Regions from separate parts of the Rattus norvegicus genome. Here region 1 is linked to region 2. Evidence: chromatin contacts called from public Hi-C data. All regions are on one chromosome and are shown on one strand. Each heading gives the region's core, a stretch centred on a gene start, on an enhancer-like site or on the middle of the called end of the contact. The rest is flanking DNA. Distances are from core to core; before and after follow the strand shown.

Region 1 (6,762 bases), core at 1,093-3,592, 320 kb before region 2:
GTGTTCCATACTCCTACCTGGCTTAGCTCACTCAGCCACGCTATCTTCCTGCTCTCTCTGACAACACTCTGGCCTTTTAAGCACCTCACACTTGCCAGCAACTTCCCAGGAGTCCTGTCTTCCTCACCCCACCCCCATTTTTTTAAAAGATTTATTTATTTATTTTATGTATATGAGCACACTGTAGCTGAAGAGGGCATCGGATCCCATTACAGATGGTTGTGAGCCACCATGTGGTTGCTGGGAATTGAACTCAGGACCTCTGGAAGAGCAGTCAATGCTTTTAACCGCTGAGCCATCTCTCGAGCCCTCACCCCACTCCCATCATACCTGCTCCCCTACTCCACATCTGTTTAGTCTTCAAAGTTCAATTTCAGAGCTAGACTTGCCCAGACTCCGACAATGCCTTACACAGACAGGCTGTCAAGATAGTCTAGCTAGTATTTTTGGTATTTATCCAACCATAACTAAATAATTAATGCAATCTGGGCCTGTCTCCCTAACCTTCCAGGACACACACCTGGATCCACTTTAAATTTCCCTCATGTTTAGAATTGTCTTGTATACTGAAAGTGTCAAGTAAACAATTGAACAAATGCATTATTAGTTAAGCCTTTCCATAAGAGTGAAATCTCTTTACACAGCTTAACCTCATTTTTCCCCCCTCTGGAGGTGAAGACTGAACTTTAGTATCAGGGGATTCCCCATTAGGCAAGTGCTCTAATGTCGTCTCCTAAATAAATATAAAGACAGGGTCTCTATGTAGCTCTGGCTGGCCTAGACCTCACTACATATACCAGGCTGGTCTCAGAACTCACAGAGATCTTCCCAAGTGCTGGGATTAAAGGTATGTGCTTCCCAAACTTGTGTTTCTGTGACTCTAACTCAAATGTAAAAACTGTTAGTACTAAACAAGGCTTGGTGCTTATCAATAGCACTGGAGATGGAAGCAGGCCCTGGAGTTCAAGCCCATCATCAGCTATGTAGCAAATTCAAAGTCAACCTGGGCCTTATTAGATACTGTCTAAAAAGTCAAAACAAGAAGGTGCTTCTAGGGGTTGGGGATTTAGCTCAGTGAGAGAGCTTGCCTAGCAAGCGCAAGGCCCTGGGTTCGGTCCCCAGCTCCGAAAAAAAAGAAAAATTAAAAAAAAAAAAAAAAAAGAAGGTGCTTCTAGTAACAGACAGATTATCAAATGAAATGACTCCTCTTTGTGAAGAAGTTTGAGGCAGTTGGTACTACCTTCTCCTTCAAGTAATTCCTTCCTGCTAGCACTGCCAATACTAGACCAGAGGCCTTATTACAATGCCAACACTGACATCTAGTCCTTTAAATGCTGGTTTCTTGAGCTCACTGTCTTTTCTTTACTCTGTGTCTTTTCCGTGAATGATCTCACTGTCAGATTTTATGCCTATTTCTAAGGCAAAGACTAAATTATTACTCCTGAATCTGCTACACTATGATATAGTTTATTTTCTAAGCAGAATTCACCTTGGATTTTCCCTCTCAATCAATCTTGCCATGTTTATAATATCGAAAACTTTTGGTCATTCTCTAAGAATACACTTCTGACTTGGCTTGCTACCGTTAACTAATTCATTAAAATCAATACTCTATTTTAAGATGCGAATACCTTAGTTTGGCATAACAGTTTGTCTAATACATCCCCAGACTACTTCTCACTTTGAAGTCTCTTACACACACACACACACACACAGGGCAGGGGTGGGGGGAGGAAGAGAGAGGGAGAGAAAGAGGGATAGAGGAAGAGAGGTGGTGGTGGGGGAGGCCGGGAAAAGAAAGGGAGAGAAGGGGGAAGGGAGAGACAGAATCTTCGTTTTTGAGAACTGGATTTTGCTCATAAAGTAAAGCATTTCAGCGATCAACTCAGTGGTCGCTCTATTCCACCCAGCAAGCTTAATGAGAAGCCACTTTTGAGACATAAAGGAATTAGACCAAATATTTGCAGCTGCTCCAAATGGCAGTGAATAACGATCCTGCACAATTTAGGAAAATAATCTACCCTCAAGAACTGAGTGAGCAAATACTTTCCTTGCTACCCTTACCCCTTTAAAATCCAGCCCTGATCCCACGGGACAGCCCTTTCCTTGTCTATACCTTGAGCGAGGCCTCTATTCCCCCTGCCCCACCCCCTCCCTCTTCACCCTCGAATAAATCCTCCCTCAGAACCCTTTCCCAACTGTGATCTTCAGTTTACCAGAACCTCGGGGCCATATAGTCTGTCAACCCGGACCCTCTACACCACTCTATGACCCATGTCCCCTTCTCCAGTCGGCTCTTACTGTCCAGATAATGTTCCAAATACATCCCAGCAGCCATCTTGAAGCAAAACAAAGCAACTTCCGATCCTCCCCGGAAGTGACTGAAACGACAGGCGCTGTGACCATTCTTGGATTACAACCTTTCCGTACCTAAAAGAACTTCCGCCCTTACTAAACTACGGTCCCCGGATACATCCGCCCGGCATTGAACGTTTTTGCGCGCCTGTTCACGGTCGCCCACATCGAGGCTGCTTTAGCCTGGCTTCCGCCCTTAGTAAGACGTTAGTATGTTCCTGCGACAGGTATGACGTCACGCAAAGTCGCCATTTTGCATTCTCTAGCAAACTTTTTTTCCCTCCAAAAACAGGAATGTTTGGTAAATGGGGGAAATCTGTTCTGTGTAGTTATATTATGTAAATAACCGCTTTCAACAAATAGGGAATCGAGTGTTTTCGTTTATCTATTATAAATGTGATCATCGAAGTAACAGCTTAAGCAGAATAGAAGGTAGATGCTTTCTTCAGAAGTTGTCAGGCTTTGCAAATTTAACCCTTTGCATCTCTCACCACTCTTCTATAAGTTTGTGAAGCCTTCGCTGTCCTCAAATTTGTGAGACCCTCCTGCCTCTACCTCTGCCTCGCAAACGCTGGGATTAAAGGCGTGTGCTATGGGAAAACCGATGTTTATGTTTTACATTTGAACTAATGTATGGTATTAACATGATCTGAAAAGACTGGGTCATCGAGTAAATATCAGAAGACTGATATACATTAGCCTTCACTGTAGTCAAAAGTATCAGCTATTGTACAAAAGCAAGAGTCCGGCAGGTTGCTGCTATCTTACGGAAACAGAACTCAAACCCCGTAATAGTGGTGGTAGAGTCTTGCAAATAGTGTCACCTCGAATTGATACATCTTTCACAGAATTTACACCACATAGCACTTTTAAAATAAAGTTCTAGCTCCCTTAGCCCAAATATGTAAAGGGCACCATAAAAGCCCAAGTTTACTACTGAGCAGATGCTAAAGTTAGGCAGTGGGATGTGGACTCCATTTTAAAAGCATGCTGTTAGATAATTTACTCTGCCCACTCTTTTCTATACAGTGAGAATAGACAACATCGAGTGAAAGTGGAAATGGATATTCACCCACAAAGGTGCGGATTCCAATCCTGTGAGGAGAACGGGGTTGTAACTCTCCGTAGTTGGCCAGTACACCAGGCAGTAACCAACAATGGGGTATACTGAGGTACTGTCCTGGATGCCTCGTCCCAAATTAAATGGGACTTATTACCCACATCACTAAGTAATGACAGCTGGTCAGTTCTCAGATATGAGAACACTTGTCAACTTTTTCAGTACCGTATGAAGGATTTAATCTTCATGAAGCAGTCTTGGGAAATTAGCTGAATCCTTTCATGGTACAGTGTGAGAAGTCTTAGGTTTCTTGTTATGCTCTGTGCAGTACAACAATCTTCCATTTTAGGTGAACATGATAATCATTATTTATCACGGGAAGCTCACTACATTTGGCATTTTCTTCAGTCTTTTTTTTTCTTTTTCTTTTTTTTTTCCGGAGCTAGGGACCGAACTCAGGGCCTTGCGCTTGCTAGGCAAGCGCTCTACCACTGAGCTAAATCCCAAACCCCGTTTTCTTCAGTCTTAAACCCAGTAGCAGGTTATGGTTTCCATCACGGGAAACATCTGGTCTTAGGCACTTGAGTCTAGTGAGACATTATGTATACAAACACAGTGCCCAATAGAATTTGGATAAAATAGGTGAAGCACAGGTAGTGCAGGACCTTTCAAAAGGCCATACATGTCTGTGCCCCTACCCCACCTGCGCAAGACAAAAGTTCTCTGTGTAGACCAGGCTGTCTTAGAACTCGCTCTGTAGACCACGGTGGCCTCTCAGAGATCCAGCCTTCTGAGTAAAGTTGTGCACCATCATGGCCTGGCAGGGTTTTTTGGTTTTTTTTGTTTTTTGTTTTTGTTTTTGAGGGCAAAGGGTAAGGAATATAGCCATTTTGTTAAATGAATTCTTGTCTCACATAAGTAGGCGTGCAATCTCTATGGCAGAATCTGTACACAAATGTTCCTAAACTAAAAATGGCCTTGGAATAAAACATATGGTAGCTTACCACCCAAGCATCCATTCTCCACACGTTCCAGTTTAAATCCTTAGTGCTGTCCTGGAATAGCTCCCCAAATAGTCTTTTCCCATGCTAGCTTACATCAGCTGCTTACTGCCTCTCATCCTTAAACACAAATTTATTTCTGTACAATGTTCTAAAAACACCCCTTAGTTTGTACATAAGTTTTTCATTTTTAAATTGCTTTATAACAACTGTATAATTCCTGATTATTTTAATTTTCTTTTATCTGAAATTTCCCATGATTAAAAAAATTGAAAGGGAAAAGAAAATTAAAATGCCATGGCCAGAGGACAAGGTGGAGAAAAAAAAAATAAGACAAAAATAAAACATCAATATGAAAATTCTCAGAGATAATGCATTTATAAACACAGAAATGGTTACAACAAAGATGGCCGTGATGAGCAGGTATATATATATATTTATATATATATATTTATATATAAATCCATGTCCGGCATCTGACCGTGGCACCTAGGGAGGCTAAGTCCAGTCCTGTGTGTGCCCTGAATTCTCCCTTCTCTGCAAAGCCCAGATGGCATCGCAGAGAACACAGCTTACACAGCTCCCAGAGCTCCTTGGACTGGGGTAGTGAGACTGAGTATATAGGCCCTTGGTTGGCAGAGAAGGAAGGAGGTTGTAAGGAAAAATGGTAACTCACACTCTTAAGCCACCGTTGGTCACCTGGGGAATCTCTGGCACCTTGGTGACCATGTATCAGCTATTGCCCCCCTTACAAATAAAAAAGGTATAGTCACCACCCAATATGAAGTGAGACCATGTAAGGGGAAGAAAATGGCTCACAGGGATCAGGCCACGTGCAAAATCTGTTCTTTTACAGGTAAGCATAGAACGGAAGGCTGGCGACATTTAGAGCTTCCTTCTCTGTTATCTGGGAGGGCCAGCCACTAGTCTTCTATCAGCCCCAACTTTGAGGATGGAGAGAAAGGTAATCGCCCACACACTGGACAAGATGTGAGGTTACAGCGGATCCTTCTCTCAAGCACCAAGCCCCAGTTTTAAAAGCTCTGCTTGGATGGGGGCTGTTGGATAACACTATCAGCTCAGGATTCCTTGGCCAATCAGGAGCAGCTGAGATTAAGGATGGTTATCTTGCGAAGAAAAGCCATGCCTGAGACCCAAGGAGCTGGAGACAGGACTTGTCAAGGAAGAAGAGAACTTTCCCACCAAGAAGAGTTGACAAAGGAGGGACCAGGACTTCTCCCCTTTCCAATGGATGGCAGTACGGATCTCTAAGAGCTGGCCAGGTGTTCCACCTGGATGGTGCTGGTGGTGACAGTGAGGCAGATGTCTTTATGATGCTCTGCCGGCTTATAGGGGGTCAGGTCAAAGGAACACTGGGGTGGAGGGTTCTGGTTGCTGTCCCCACCACCCCCTCCCTGGGGAGCTGCCCCAGGAGACTGGAAGTGTGGTGGTTGTGGAGGTGGTGGCTGCTGCTGTTGCTGCTGCTGTGATGCCTGTGAAGCTTGGGCCTGGGCCTGAGCCTGAGCCTGGGCCTGGGCCTGGGCCTGAGCCTGGGCCTGGGCCTGAGCCTGAGCCTGGGCCTGAGCCTGGGCCACTGCCGCTGCCGCTGCCGCCGCTTGCACTTGTTGTTGGAGATCAGGAGGGTTGTGTTTGCGCATATGTTTCATAAGATATGTTTCCTGAGGGAGACGGGTATAAAAAGAAGTTAAGATAAAAGGAAGGGAAAAGATAACCTGCAACTCCCAGCCTGGGCTCTTACTCTGTTGTATCTATTTATGAAGGGATGTTCTGGAGTTGGGCAAAAAGGAACAGAATCTTTTTTTTTTTTTTCTTTTTTTCAGAGCTGGGGACTGAACCCAGGATCTTGTGCTTGCTAGGCAACTGCTCTACCACTGAGCTAAATCTCCAACCCCAAGGAACAGAATCTTTAGAAGTCACTGTGCACACTGAGCTGGCAGACAGAAACCTATTTCTCTCAAAGACCTCTGAGAGAAGCAATTATAACCTTGTTCTAGAATCTTATAGAAAGTACCTGAAATCTTTTTCCCTCACAAAGCTAGCCTTTTATGTCTAGAATGAAAGTCATTGTTTATGGTGCTAACTGTCTCTGAATACTGACAATTAAGCAAGAGCGGGGGAAAGCAGGTGACAGGCCAGTCACCAACAGACCTCCATCAAGAAAGGACACAGTGGATTGCTGTCTTAAGACATATGGGGGTTGGGGAGTCACAAAGTACTTACTGATGTATATGCCCGACTACAGATTGTGCAGGTATAAACCTTGGCGTGCTTCACTGTGTGTGTAGATAAATGAGCCTCTAGTGAGGCTGCGTCTGTGTATGCTCG
Region 2 (6,742 bases), core at 3,253-5,752:
CTGTCTCCTGTCCCCCCCCCTTCCCAGCCAATACAAGAAGGAGGAAAACCCCTCTGAAAGGGTTGGTCTTCAGTCTTCCTTAATCCAAGAGAGCAGATACAGAAGAATCCATCACATGATGCTTGGGTCAGGGTGGGGTATGCTTGACCCCCTAGCTGGCCCCTCCAAACTGGAGAAGTGTGCCAACTTCTCTGGTGGTGGGGTTCTTGATGTCCACACTCACTTCTTACCCTTAATGAGGCTGTCACTGTAGAACAAAGGAAACATTCATAACATTACCAATGTCGTAAGTGTGGGGTGCAGAACACCTCAAACCACCCCTTCTTCCTAAATGAAGGTCTGACTGGGGAGAAAGGGGAAGTGTAGGGCCAGGTCCAGGAAGCAGATGGCCCCAGGACCCCATAGCAAGGAGGCAGTCACTTACCTTCCCCTGTAGCCAGCATGCCGTGAAGTGAGCAGGAAATATGTGGGAAGAGAAAGGTGATTAGTCAGCTGCAGGCCCCAGCTGCTCTAGACCCCTCTGCTCCCCAGCGAGGACAGCTCTTCATTTCTGCTCATTACCAGCAAGGCAGGACAGGTTCTCACGTGAGGCTATCAGTCAGCACTTCTTAAACATTTATAAATAAAATGACTTTCCATAAGACGTCCTGCTTTGCTTTATAAAATCAGCTCTAGAGGATGCAAGATAGGAACTGCCAACTAGCCAGACACCCACTTCTCTGACTAGTGTTCAGAGAAACTGTCAAGGGCCCTGGCGACTATCTAGACAGAGTCCAGGGGAGCAGACGTAGGGGCTTCGCTCTCTGTACAGTGGGCTCTCTTACCGAGTAAAGCTTTCATCCTGCAGATTCAGCACAAGGTTGTCAGCTGTGAGATAGATCCGGTTCTGTGATGTGGCGATCTACAGGACAGGGAATGGATGAGTTAGCAGAGGCTTCAAGATTGTGACTCAGTGGCCACCCAGTGGAAGACATAGTAACAGAGCTGGCTTCTGATCTAATACAAAGATCAGGGTGCAAAAAGCCTTGGTGCCACAGTTCTGCAACAACCGTAAAAACAAAGCCTGGGGAGCACTGCGGGGTCAGTGGAGGAGGAAGGGTGCCCAAGGACACTGTTTAGGTAGAGACTCAAGCCAGTGTGACTGTGGCTGAACACTTTCAATCTCGATCGGCAGCCCTTCCACAGTGAGGCCTTCCACTCACCGTTTTAGAGATGTTCTGGGCAGCCCGGATCTTTCGGAGCTTGATATAGCCAGGATTCTTGCTCAGTGCTTCTCCAAGGTGAGCAGACAGGGTTAAGGATTCTTCTGGGCCAGGTTACATCTGTGACAATCTCCCCCACCCTCCGCCAAGAGCTCTTTGGGCTGTCAGATTCGAGGTCTGCGCTCACATGGCTACTCACACTTTGGCTCCTCCTGTGGGCCTCCCTACAGGATGCTGCCAGCGCTGTGGTGGCAGCTGACAGAGGTGAGGCCAGCAGTGCTATTGATCTGGCCTTACAGCAGGGAGTCAGGCCTCTGGCGCCCCTGCCAAGATTCCAGATCTCACTAGTTGTCCTGTCCTCCCACCACCCCCAAGCCAAGAGTCAGTAGGCCAAGTCGCATTCGCCTTAGTCTCATCAACCGGCCCATGGTGCAAGATGGCAAACAGGTTGTGCCAGGGGAGAGGCCAAGCTCTGTGCAACAGAAGGATATCATCTTAGCAGCCTCCGCCTCCCCCTCAGCCTGCACAATCTTCTGTCGTTGTTCCTGCTTTGCTTTCTCCACCAAAAACTGGGCCCTCTGGGCTTCCTGCTGGGCTGTGGCATAAGTGAACTGATGTTATAGCTGTAAGGTGTAGGAAGCCCACATACATGTGGTCCCCCTTCTCCGGTCTCCAGAAGCCCACCGACCTCGCCTGCCTCCATGGACTTACCCACTTGTTTGGCTTCTACAGCAGCTGTGTACTCTCGGCTGAAGCTTAGCTCTGTGATAGCTACATCGTCCAGGATGAGGCTGAAGTCCTTGGCACGCTCTGTCAGCTCTCTTCGGATCAACAGAGACACCTGGGGGCAGGGGTTGGGAGGGGAGGTTTGGTTTGAACTGAAAGGAAGGTGGCATTGCTGTAACTATCTGATCGCCAGAGCTCCTGAGTATGGGCACCAAACCTATCACCTAAATCCTTAAACATTCACTAGAAAAACATGGTTCCCTTTCTCCATGTGACAGTCAGGGCAGCATCAGACAGGTGTCACGACTGTCCCGTGTCACACCGAGTCCTAATCTCCTCTTTTCAATGTATGCATCTCCTTAGCTCCCTGTCAATCGAGGAAAGCCCTTTAGAGACGTGGGAAAGGGTATACAGCTATTGTTCTCTCCTGTGCTTCCTTCTTAACGTCCACTGCTATCAGGTTCTACAGCGGTGTCTCCTTATTTCCCACAGTCCAACTGGCCATGCAGGCAAGGAGAACCTGAGACTTCTGATCCTCCTACTTCTACCTCTAGTGCTGGGATTACAGGCATGCGCCACGCCTGGTTTGACACTTGGGAATACAACCAGGATTTGTGCACGCTAGGCAAGCACTCACCGACTGGACTACAGATCCATTCCACCCCATCCTGGAACACCTTTTATTTAGTACCCAGTAACCCTGACCAAGGAGACAGGGGTCAGACCTGAGCCCGCTGGGTAATGAGCTGCGAGGCGTTGAACTTGGCCACCACACTCTTGAGCACCTCATTAACAATGGACGGCAGCACTCGCTCCTCATAGTCTAGGCCTAGGCGCTGGTACATGCTGGGGAGCTCCTGGGCATTGGGCCGAGACAGTACACGCAGGGAGATGTTCACCATCTGCAGGTCTGAGGGAGAGGTCAGCAGTGGCCGGTTAAGGCCAAATTCCCCCTTTCCCAGCATCTTTTCCTATGAGTGCTACCCACCATGCTACCCACCATGTTACACAGTACAGACTAGCTCCACTGGGAAGATGATCATGTCAACGAGGAACATGTGGACAACACGGGTGAGACAGATCCTTGTTTACTGAGAAATCTTTTCTACAGGTCTTCCATTAATACAGCTTTAAAAAAATTTTTTTTTTTTTGCTACTCCTCCAAAGTGGATTCACCAAGCAGCACAATTTTGGGTTTCCCCCTAATCATCTGGAGAACCAGAACTGTGAACTGTTTATTGTTTATTTCCAAGGCCTGTGGCTTGGCCAATGAATAAACCACATACACTGCAAACAGCACAAAGAAGCACATTTCTGGGGGCTACTTGCCTCAGTGTGTACATGGGAATGAGGCAGAGGCCTGGGGAATCTCAAAGGCAGGACTTCTAAATGTGGTCTACAAGGAAACAGCTAGTGAAGAGTGGGGGCACTTTCTCCAGAGCAAGGTGTACTGTGGATGTAATCAACAAGTCAACAGAAAAAAGGCCTTAAAAAAAGGCTTGGATCCAGGCAGCAAGGAAGAAAGGCAACTCATTTCGTTTATGCTAGGCAGAAGGTAACGTTAAAACGTGCACACATACTTACATGTATTGTTTTGAACCGTGAGGCATGGCTCTTTTGCAGACATAGAATACAAGCCCTAAGAAACACTACCATTTCTGGCAGCCTTGCCAGGCTCATTTTACATTTCTGTCTTTCCCCACGTGCCATGCAGCTCCCAGTTGCCCACATTACCTTTGGAGCCTGTGGGGGAGGAGATTTTTCGAGGTCTGGCCCGAATGTCATAGATGATGGGGTACTGGAACCAGGGAATCCTGGAAAGGAGAGGTCAGGGACAGGAGTTGGGAAACTACAGTTTCATTGATTTTGACCAGTTTCCCCTCACCACTCGTCCTTGGGCCTGTTCCTCCCCATGACCACAGACAGGGAGATTCTCTTTTCCAGGTCGAGAACAGCCTTTTATGCTGGCACTGTCCTTACGAGAAGGAGTGAGGAGGGGAAAAAGCAGTATCGAATCCTGTTGTTAAGTCTGGCTACAGCCGTCAAGGGTGAAGGGTCAGGGCCTGCTCGCTCTGCCCGCCATTACCTGAAGTGAAGGCCTTCGGCTAGGATTGTGTCCTGTTGTACGCCACCAATACGATTAAAGAAGATGGCTCTGTGACCACCTTCCACTGTGGAGAGAGGGGTGGGAGTCAGGACAAGCTGCTGGTCAGGCTCAGGCGGGACAGGGATGAGGGAGCATGGAGGCGCGGACACTTGGGGGAGGTAGGACAGTGGGTCTGGAGACCGCGAGGTCCGGTCAGTGGAAGGAGGTTGCTCACCAGTGAATACGGACTCACGGACGCCGTAGGCCACAGCCCCGGCCCCCAGCAGCAGCTTCAGCGCCGTGCCCATGCCCCGAGGCCCGGAGGGCAGGCGTCCCGCTAGGTCCTTTAAGTTCTGGGCCATGTCTGATTCTCCTGAAGGCGGCGGCACCAGTGGTCAGGAGGGGGTGCCCGCCAGCTTCTACCCCACTCCAGTTTACACACCTCGCCTTGCACACGAGGATTGGAGGCCTTAGAGCTCGCGGGAGAAAGGGCACCGGAAGTGCGTTCTCTCTGAACCCGCCCCCGTTTGCTTAGTCGGACCCAAACCTCGCGCACAGTAATGGCGCATCCGGAAGTCCCGCCCCCTTTGGAGGTGTGCCCTCTTAGAGAGGCTTCCGTACAGGTATCGCCATTTTCAAGCGCCCTCTTTCAAAATGGCAGCTAGAAGGAAGTTTGCAGTGAGGCGGACGTGAAGTTCTAACTTAAGGACCTTAGCGCAACTTCCGGTCTGCTTACAAGATGGCTGCGACCAGTGGTGGCTTCCAACCTCGTGAGCGGCGTTTTTCAGTGCAGGAACAGGACTGGGACCCTGCGCCGCCTAAGAGACCCCGGCTTGGGGCAGGAAGCAAGTGTGGAGGCCGTAGGCTCATTGTGGTGTTGGAAGGGGCCAGTCTGGAGACAGTCAAGGTAGTTTTGAACATGAATGCGGAGGTAGTCCATTGATGAACCAGATTCTGTGGGGCACAGAATGAATGGAAAAACGGAGCCGTGAAATTTGCTTTTGAAGGATGACCTAGTTTTGCAGGCGGTTGACATCCTGGATTGGCAGTGTTTTCTTTTGCTCTTGACTCTCATTTTAGCTTTTAGTTAATTTACCAGGGACTCTGTGATATAAAATGCAAAATGGGGGAAGCATTGAGGTTTCCCACATTTCTAAAGGCCAGTGACTTCCTCAGCCTTTTATTGCTAAGGATTTGATGTTTTATTTTGTTAAAAGGCTTTCGACCGCCAGCTTGTTTTATATTTACCTATTTTGAAGTGTGTCTGATCAGATTATTTAAAAAGCCTTCGTCTTTGCTTTTTTACCCCCTTAAATACTTATTTTACCCTTTCTTATGCATGCAAGTCTCCATGTGGCCGTGAGCCACCTCATGTGGGTGCTAGGAAGCTAACTTGGGTCCTGTACAAGAAGGCTTTGTCATAACCCCTGTGCCATCTCTCTTGCCCCCTCCTTCCTTCCTTCTTTCTTTTGTCTTACCTTTCAGAGCTAAACTTGTTCATTGGTTAGATCCAGAAGTCATCCCCCAACCCCTTCCCCCAATACACACATACCCCACACACACTCTGGATGGTTGTATTTTGTAAGTCTTGGAATGCAGTCGAGGTTGGCTTGGAACTCTCCACCTTCAACCTCCTCAGTACTTGGATATTTATAGGTGAGTTTCACCATGCCAGGCCTGACCTGGATTTAAATTTGGTCCTTAGCCTTTCCTAGTGACTGTGAGAAAACATGTTTGCTCTCCCTTTGTAAGGTGGTTGTATACCAAACCACACAGGAGCTGTATTGACAGTCCTGTAAAGGTGGTTAAGAGTGTTACCTGAGAACCCGAGGTGAGAGTCATTTCCATTTGTTCTTCATGTACACTTTATTAAACTAGAAAACTGTTTTCCCCTTCTACTCTTTTCCCCTAGACTTATTTCTGAGTACCCTGGAACTATCTTCAGACACACCAGAAGAGGGCATCAGATCCCATTACAGATGGTTGTGAGCCACCATGTGGTTGCTGGGATTTGAACTCAGGACCTCTGGAAGAGCAGTCAGTGTAACCACTGAGCCATCTCTCCTGTACCCTCCCCTTCTATTTTTTATTAAGTGATCAATTAATCAGATTTAAAATTTTCTATAGTCATTTCCAACCTAACTACAGGCTTTTATATAATCCTCCCTCAGTGGTTATCATCAGTCATCATCATTATTATTGTTTAAAGGTTTATTTATGTGTATTGGTGTTTTGCTTGCATGTATATCTCTGTAGAATGCCAGATCCCCTGGAACTGGAGTTACAGACGGTTGTGAGTTGCCATGTTGGGGCTGAGAATCGAACCCAGGTCCTCTGGAAGAGCAGCCTGTGCTGTTAACTGCTTATCTATCTAGCCCTTATTGTTATTCTTGTTGACAGGGTCTCACTGTGTAGCTCCTGCTGGCCTGGAACTCACTGATTATCTGCCTGTCTCTGTCTCCTGAGTGCTGGGATTAGTGGCATGCACCACGACACCTAGCTGCTTTTCAACTCTTTGAATGTTAATTTGGACATTATCGGACTAGGAATCCCATGATAATGGTAATTTGCAAATGTGGAAACCATTCCTGTGTCCATGTTTCAGAAAGGAGGTACACTAGATTCCTTCTGTACACCACTTTTCTGACATAGGCAAATCAGTTCACTTAACTGTAATGTTGGAAGGAGTAAAGGAGGTACTGTATGTGTTTAGGATAATGTCTGCTAC

What was found. Hi-C and Micro-C count contacts between places; a contact is called where the count stands out from the background.
Region 1: a contact with region 2 is called in a Hi-C map of liver, with 5 times the contacts expected there. The contact joins the promoter of Ing4 here to the promoter of Phb2 in region 2. A contact is called at or near these places in 2 of 12 Hi-C or Micro-C datasets (frontal cortex and liver).

The regions. Positions count from the first base shown.
Region 1 is chr4:159,523,783-159,530,544 of GRCr8, reverse strand. It overlaps Ing4 (inhibitor of growth family, member 4), which reads right to left and starts at 2,342. Exons shown (of 8, transcript NM_001079887.1): 1 at 2,302-2,342. The coding sequence starts at 2,338. LOC102554095 (a long non-coding RNA gene) reads left to right here. Exons shown (of 5, transcript XR_010065933.1): 3 at 3,385-3,435. Zfp384 (zinc finger protein 384) reads right to left here. Exons shown (of 11, transcript NM_001034830.2): 10 at 6,658-6,762; 11 at 4,535-6,095. The coding sequence ends at 5,685.
Region 2 is chr4:159,201,708-159,208,449 of GRCr8, reverse strand. It overlaps Phb2 (prohibitin 2), which reads right to left and starts at 4,502. Exons shown (of 10, transcript NM_001013035.1): 1 at 4,250-4,502; 2 at 4,015-4,099; 3 at 3,663-3,742; 4 at 2,654-2,838; 5 at 1,914-2,043; 6 at 1,694-1,797; 7 at 1,203-1,280; 8 at 825-901; 9 at 425-430; 10 at 1-247. The coding sequence starts at 4,376. The coding sequence ends at 220. It overlaps Emg1 (EMG1 N1-specific pseudouridine methyltransferase), which reads left to right and starts at 4,624. Exons shown (of 6, transcript NM_001107888.3): 1 at 4,624-4,921. The coding sequence starts at 4,754. LOC120102747 (small nucleolar RNA U89) reads right to left here and starts at 1,625; the gene lies at 1,365-1,625.